Linked DNA regions of Mus musculus: region 2 is linked to region 1. A link is a contact called in public HiChIP or PLAC-seq data. All regions are on one chromosome and are shown on one strand. Each heading gives the region's core, a stretch centred on a gene start, on an enhancer-like site or on the middle of the called end of the contact. The rest is flanking DNA. Distances are from core to core; before and after follow the strand shown. Region 1 holds the start of Hs1bp3 (HCLS1 binding protein 3). Region 2 has its middle 11 kb from the start of Rhob.

Region 1 (3,841 bases), core at 602-3,101:
TCTTATTTCTCTAGGAAACTGCTCCTTCGCACCGCCCTTTCTGACTCCATTTCGTTTTGCAATGGAAAAGAGAAGGAAGAAGAGGAGGAGGGAGGGAGAGGAGGAGGAGGAGGAGGAAGGGGATAGAAGGGAAGGGTGGAAAAAGGAGAGGGGGTTAGGATGGGACAGGAGGGGAGGCTCCATTAAATCTCTGTGTTAATGCCTATGAGGTGGCTCAGTGAGTAAAATAACATTCTATACAAGCCTGATCCCCTAAATTCTATCCGCACCTCAGAATCTGTGGTGCAAGGAGAGATCCAGCTCCCGAAAGTTGTCCTTGATCTCACAAGTGCAGAGTTAACTGCACACACACACACACATGCACACACACATAAACACACATGCACATATACACACACATGCACACACATACATGCACACACATGCACGCACACACACACAGGCACACACATGCACACACACATGCACACACACACATGCACACACACGCGCACACACATGCATACATACATACACACATGTGCACACACACACATGCACACATACACACACTCGTGCACACACACACATGCACACATACATACACACACACATGAACATACACACATACACGCACACACACGGGGTGGGGGGAGAGGGAGAGAGAGAGTAGTAAATGGTAGTAATAATTATAAGTTTAACATTTAAAACACCTATTATTGTCACCTTTTCTCTAGACAAATCCAAAACGCCGCCAACAGGGTGCATGAGTGTATATGTTTCAAGAGGCAAAGTTTGAAGTCATTTTCAAACTTTTAAAATTGACTGTGGGATTACATCACTGAAGCAGAGGATAATGGTTTGAGTGTGCTGAGATGCTACCTAGAGAGCATGGCATGGAGCCTGCAAGATGACTCAAGTTAAAATAATTTCTTGCAAACCTGACCTCCAGATTCCAATCCCTACAAGCCATGGAAATGTGGAAGGAGAGAATCAACTCCACAGAGCTGTCTTTCGACCTCTATACACTCTCCATGCACACACACACACTAAAACGGGAACATAATATGTCCCTTAGGTGCTTTTGGTGTGGCCCAGCATCTGCAGCTACTTATCACTGGAGAGAGCAAAGGACAGACAGCAGTTTGTACCTGTCACCTGGCCCTGGTTTCAGTCTCCTGAGCCACGGGCAGAAGACAGGAAACAGCAGGTATGGTCTCTCTCATTCTCCTGGGGTAGAGAGTTGAGCCCATTCCCAGGTGGTCCACTCAGTCAGAGACATACAGAGTAAAATGTCCAAGACCTCCTCCTCAATGCAAAGCAAGCCAGGCCAAGGCCAAGAGTACCTTTGAAGGGAGGGAGAGAGGGACAGAGAGGGAGAGAGAGGGAGAGAGAGACAGAGAGGGAGAGACAGAGTCAGAGACAGAAAGAAGAGATGGACAGGAAACCTTAGGAGAAGAGCCCGAAAGAGAGGGTTGTTTTCAATGACAGCCCACAAGCCTGAAGGGACAGAGTCCCAAAGGGGAAGACTCCTGTTGACTGAGTGATTGACTGCATAAGTGGAAATGACCCCAGGGAGAGAAAAGAGTGCTTTTGTAGCTAGCCTGGAGAGAAGCCTGAAAACTAGCGGCTGGATTCCTGTACCATTAGAGGTTAAGTCAGTACTAGGATTAAATGGCATGAGGTGCCAGGCTTAAGAGGTGGCTATGGGGGACCTAGGGAGGGATGAGCAGCAGGGATGACCTCTCTACTCCGAGGCCACAGACACTGCGATGTGCACATCCGCTGCCACCAGGGGGCGGGCAAGGGCTGAGGAGACGGCGCTGCGCCGGAGCGGGGCGGGGCGGGGACGCAGCGACGCCCAGGACGCCAGATCCCGTGACCGTCCGCCCGCCCGCAGCCGACATGCAGTCCCCGGCGGTGCTCCGCACCTCCAGGTGAGCCAGACCCCCAACATGCATGATCCAGACGTCCCAGCAGCTGACGGTTTATCCCGCTGCACCGCACACTATCCTGCTGGCGTGCTGGCGCGCCGTCTAGAGTCCCCGTTTTACAGACAAGGAAACTGAGGCCCCCTAAAGGATCCAAGCACTCACCCACGTCTCCAGAAAAGCCTGGGATTGGCGAGATAGCGCTGGCTGGGACAGGGCCCAGCTTCCTGTCCCTGCGTATGGGGGGAGGGGGGCATTTCTTCCGGTCCCCCAAACATTTCTGCGCTAGCTGTGTGAATAGCTCGATGCTAAGCACCAGGGACGAGGTGAATAAAACAAGGTGTCCCTGGAGGTGATACCCGCACCAAAATGACTGGTGCTGCGGGAGGGGGCGTGTTAAGTTCAGTTGGCAGGGCAGCACACTGCTGCTGTTGAACCCCAACTACGCAGAACTAAGACCCTGGCAGTTATTGCTGGAGAGAGCGCAGGAGCTTCCTCAAAGGGGTCAGAGCAGTGCGCATCCACCCAGGGCCATACTCACAGCTAGGGTGAGGCTTGGAAAGGCTTGTGGGCAGGGTGGATGTCCTACTCCTTCCTCGATTTTTAAGTAACTCTGAAATGATGAACTTTAAGGATAATCGTATACTCTGCCTTTATTCCCCGAATACAAACTCTAGCCAAGATGGGCAAACGGGTGCTTTACCCAACACAAGTTCATTTGTATTCCCAGCTCCCTGGTTAGAAAAGTATGGTTCCGGACGTAAGCCCTGATCTTGAAAGCTGCTTGCTCTCCTTGGTGTGGTGAGGCCGCAGGCCACATCCCCATTAAAAGAGATGTTCCTATGACCCTGTGAGTCGTTCCCTTTCACAGAGCCTCAGTTTCCCTTCCTGTAGAGAAAGGTTCCATCTAGAGAGATAGGAGGACAGGAGCAGTAAATGTCCCTGTGGGCCACCAGACTGTGACTGTGAGTTTGGTGCTGGTGCCTAGAAAGGGTAGTGGTGGCTTCCCTTGGTGCTAGCATGCCCCCGAGTGTTAGCAGGCATAGTGTGCTGCTGATGGTGAGGGTGGACGAGTCGTGCCCTGTCCACCATTCTGATAGTCACAGCAGACCCAAGGAGCTTGCCTTTGAGGAGCACAGCCACCTAAGTAAGCATTGAAGTGGCCCTGCACCCAAGATCAGCTGGAGTTTCCAGCCTCCTCCTGCGCGGCATCTCTGGGCTTCATGCAGTATCCATCCAGCAGGTGTTTTCTCGGGATCCCTTCGATGCTAGACACCGGTCCAGGTTCTAGGATACAGTAGTGAGGCTTTGGAGGGAATGGGTGGGCAGCGAGAAAACGTAAGCTATGTCGAGGGTAGTAAATGCTGAGAAGGAAGCTGAATGATGGGGAGGGAGGTCAGGTGACAGACATGAGTTTTATACGATGTGGTCAAGGGATATCTTTCGGAGAGATGGCAGGCGAACAAGCTCTTGAGAAGTCTCACAGTGGAAAGGACTATAGGAAGGAGAGCTTGCAGTGTGTGCTCAGCAGGAAAGACAGAAAATCCAAAGGCCGTGTGCTGATGTGGAGGGAGCGTGGAGAGAGTGAGGTGGCCTGCAATGGAGAAAGGCCATGAGGTTTCATTCTGAGTGCGGTGGGAAACATAGGCAGCCTGGCCATGGGAGCAAGGGGACAGAGAACCCGTGGCTGCTGCACCCATGTCCTTCAGGCACCGGCCGGAGTGGCTGCACGGAGGGGTGGGAGGAGGGGCTGCAGCCTGTTTAGGTTCTCTGTGTATTCTGAATGATGAACTTTGGGGTCTGCAGGATGGTAAGGTTGGCTGTCAGCTGAAGGGCTATACTGTCCTGAGCGCACTGCTTCCTGGGATAGGGAGCGGGTAGAACCGGGGAATCAGCATTTGTTCAGATGGGTTTGTTTTAAAGCATGATTG
Region 2 (3,759 bases), core at 623-3,122, 180 kb after region 1:
GTAGTATACAACACATGTGTGTAGAGCCTGGTATAGTGTACTGCACATGCATGTAGACTGGCCAGGAAGGCTAGAGTGATTTTCAAGCATGAATCTCCCGAAAGCTTTGCTATGAAGGGCTGGGATATCACCTAGGAGAGTCATAGAAAAAGACAAGAACCTTTACTTTAGGGAACTGATGAGGGATTCTTTAGACCTTCCTCTTTGATCAGAGCAGTAGGAAAGCCACAAGGATGAGCTACACTAAGATGCTCTTTATCTCTTGCAAGTTAGCCAGGATCTCTGCTTTCCTCCTGTATATAAGCCTACTGTAGTATACAACACACGTGTGTAGAGCCTGGTATAGTGTACCGCACATGCATGTAGACTGACCTGGAAAGAAGATGGGTATCCCCTGCAAGAGAGCTCATAGGAGCCCCTGGCCAGAAGACCTGAGTTCAGCTTGCTTCTTTCACCCAGCACGTGCCTATTCACTGAAGAGAGAATTCTTCACTATCTACACACACTTGTGCCAGTCACTAGACTAACAGACATCAGGAGTCATCCTAGCTAGAGTCCAGGTAGAAACGGAAGCAAACCTCATATGTAGATCTTTAGCATGTCTGCCCTTAGGAAGGAGCTACAAACATCGGGCTTAGACTCCTTCCTGATTCTCTCAAACTCTCCTAAAGCTCTGACCCATCAGGACCTGACAGTCTCAGACACCACTTTCAAGAAGAAAGTTCATACCCACCCAGTTCAAATTATGCATCTTTAAGCTCAAATAGCATTTTGGCCCTTGGCCTAGAGAGGGAGAGACCTGACCAATCACCTTATGATTTGAAGAGGGTGAGTCAGGACCCAGCTAAAGTAGCCTTTCCAGACACCTGTGCCAGCCAAAACCTGAAGTCACACTTCTCGTTTTCAAAGGTGGGGAGTGATCAACTAAGTCTGCCCTCTATAACCAAGTGCCACAGGACAACATTTCCACCTTACAATATTCCAGAGTTTGCCCCCAGTTTCTTAGAATTTGGAATCTGGCACAGCTGAGTTGATTTGACATTGTATCTCAAAGTCACTTAGAAAGAAGCCAAACCAAACCAAAGCAAACCCAAAAAACCTTTAAGGTGAACCAGGAACAGCCAAGTATCCTGCTAGTGACTACCCTTGCCAAAACGCAGTCCAAATCTCATAGAGATCAAGCATTACCAGAAAGTCCAGTTCAAAGGCAGTTTTCTTAAAAGGTTGAAATTATGGCCACAGTGGGCATGGAGGGATTTGCTTTGAACAAGAATTTCCACCCATGCATTTCCACCTGGTGCTTTGCCCTGGTGATATAATTTTTTTTCAGTGCCCCTTGACAAGAAAGTGCAAACAGAAACCATGAAGCCAACCTGTCTAAAGGGATTTTCTTCAGCCTGTAGTCTAACGAAGCTTCCCTCCTCCCTCCCTGCTAGACAAACAAGTTTGTCCTGCCTTAAAAGGATTTGCAAGCCCAGTTGCCTTGGGTTTAGTGAACTCCACAGCAAAAGCAGAGCCTTGGGCTCTGACACTCACCATCTGGTGGTCACATGACCAAACCACCTAGCTTCTTCTTTTCCATTCTTTCTGGTTGAGTCTGAGGATTTTCCTGGGCTACAAAGAGACAGAAACTTGCTTTCTCAGTTAACAGATGTAATTATATTCGGAGCCTAGCACGTCTGCATCTTGCTCACATGGGACTAACAGATAAATCTTTATAGTGCATATTTCTGGATTTCTTAAAGACGGTCAATATCTTTACCAGCATGCACTCCCCCCTGGCAAGTTACCGATGCCCCTCCTGTCTATGCCTATGCCATCCAGGTGGGGCAGGCCAGTGCCTCTGCAGCTTTCTGCCCTGGCCAGGCCTGCTCCTTGCTATGAGTCAATGAGTCAACAGACTGGCCCCATGCCAGAGCAGCCTCTGATGAGCACTGTGCTCTCAGGAAGAAAAACTGCTGGTCCCAGACCCTTCTACTGCAAGGTGGGGGGTTCCACTCCTGCTACCTCTTCCTGGGACCTGAATGGTAGGCACTACTTTCCCTGCATAAGCTGCCAAATTCATCCTTGCAATTCTCAGGATCTCCAGTTTACCAAAGGCCCCTGACCTTGAGGAAGGATTCGGTGACTGTGTAGTCACTATGCAGCTGTGATGTGCTGGCTCCTGCACCAGGTGCTGAGGTTGCCAAGCAATGGGTACCATACAATTCTCCGAGGTCTTATGGTTGAAAGGCTCTTCTATCCGATTCTGATATGATCACTTTTGCTTTATCTTAGTATATTTTATTTTTGCTATTTTTTTATTATACCTTAAATGCCTATTTTTTTTTCTAACGAGAGACAGAAAGGAAATCGTCTGGATGGAAGGGGGCATGGAAGGGTCTAGAAGTAGAAGGAGAAAAAACCATAATCAGAATATATTATGTGAGGGGATGGGAAATCTATCTTCAAAAAAAGAATAATAAAATAAAAACAAAAAGAAAGGTCTTCTATAAACAGGCGTTTTCATGATGACCCAGTCACACACTTAGCCAAATTTCTCCCATTTCCATTTTGTACTTTAGCTACTGAGAGGAATCCATTCAAAGACTGGTACTCAAGACGGTTTGAGGACTTCAGATGAACTAGGCACTGTGCCAACTCCCTGCCTTGACCATGTTTGATCTTTGAAACCAGTTTACAAGTAAAAAGGCTGAGGCAGTAATGTATACAATATAATTGGCCTGAGGGTAGGCAGATGGCTCTGCAGCTAAGGGCACCGGAGGACCGGAGTTCTGACCTCAGAAGTCAGGCATGGCTACACATACCTGAAAGCCCAGAACTGAGAGGAGCCTAACTAGAATCTCTGAGGCTTGCTGGCTGCCAGAATAGCAATGAAACAAAACAAAACAAACAAAACAAACTAGGGTCAGTAAAAGAACCTATGTCAAATGAACAAAATATAGTGAGGTAAAGATAGCAGATACCCAGCATCCTTCTCTGGCCTCTGCTCCCGCCAGTGCGCAGAGGCCCCACACCTACATACGACTCATACACATAGACACAAAGATGCATGCCCCCCACACACACCTACATATGCCTCATACACATAGACACAGACACATGCCCCCCACACACACCTACATACGCCTCATACACATAGACACAAAGACACATGTCCCACACACACCTACATACGCCTCATACACATAGACACAAAGACACATGCCCCCCCACACACACCTACATACCCCTCATACACATAGACACAAAGACACATGCCCCCCCACACACATACAGAGGCCCCCCCACACACACCTACATATGCCTCATACACATAGACACAAAGACACATGCCCCCCCACACACATACAGAGGCCCCCCCACACACACCTACATATGCCTCATACACATAGACACAAAGATGCATGCCCCCCACACACACCTACATATGCCTCATACACATAGACACAGACACATGCCCCCCACACACACCTACATACGCCTCATACACATAGACACAAAGACACATGTCCCACACACACCTACATACGCCTCATACACATAGACACAAAGACACATGCCCCCCCACACACACCTACATACGCCTCATACACATAGACACAAAGACACATGCCCCCCCACACACATACAGAGGCCCCCCCACACACACCTACATACGCCTCATACACATAGACACAAAGACACATGCCCCCCCACACACATACAGAGGCCCCCCCACACACACCTACATATGCCTCATACACATAGACACAGACA

The links. HiChIP or PLAC-seq counts read pairs in DNA pulled down with a chosen protein or histone mark.
Region 2: a contact with region 1 is called in an H3K4me3 HiChIP or PLAC-seq map of forebrain, with 6 times the contacts expected there. The contact joins the enhancer-like site here to the promoter of Hs1bp3 in region 1. A contact is called at or near these places in 15 of 39 promoter capture datasets (the C10 cell line, the HPC-7 cell line, cranial neural crest and 9 more), 3 of 15 datasets of contacts at CTCF or cohesin (the NIH/3T3 cell line, embryonic stem cells and large pre-B cells), 53 of 484 Hi-C or Micro-C datasets (B cells, CD8 T cells, CD8 central memory T cells and 33 more), 52 of 115 datasets of contacts at active chromatin or transcription factors (the 230-238 cell line, CD8 T cells, the HPC-7 cell line and 35 more) and 4 of 9 other capture datasets (adipose tissue, embryonic stem cells, liver and 1 more).

Annotation. Positions count from the first base shown.
Region 1 is chr12:8,311,582-8,315,422 of GRCm38.p6, forward strand. Hs1bp3 (HCLS1 binding protein 3) reads left to right here and starts at 1,852. Exons shown (of 7, transcript NM_021429.3): 1 at 1,852-1,916. The coding sequence starts at 1,885.
Region 2 is chr12:8,486,634-8,490,392 of GRCm38.p6, forward strand. No RefSeq gene overlaps it. Among named protein-coding and RNA genes, the nearest start is that of Rhob, 11 kb to the right of the region's middle. Within about 2 kb of position 1,873, at least 48 of the 459 cell types and tissues checked have an H3K27ac peak or open chromatin away from gene starts, as enhancers often do. A contact at or near this core is called in forebrain, neural stem cells, thyroid gland and 1 more, where this site is marked.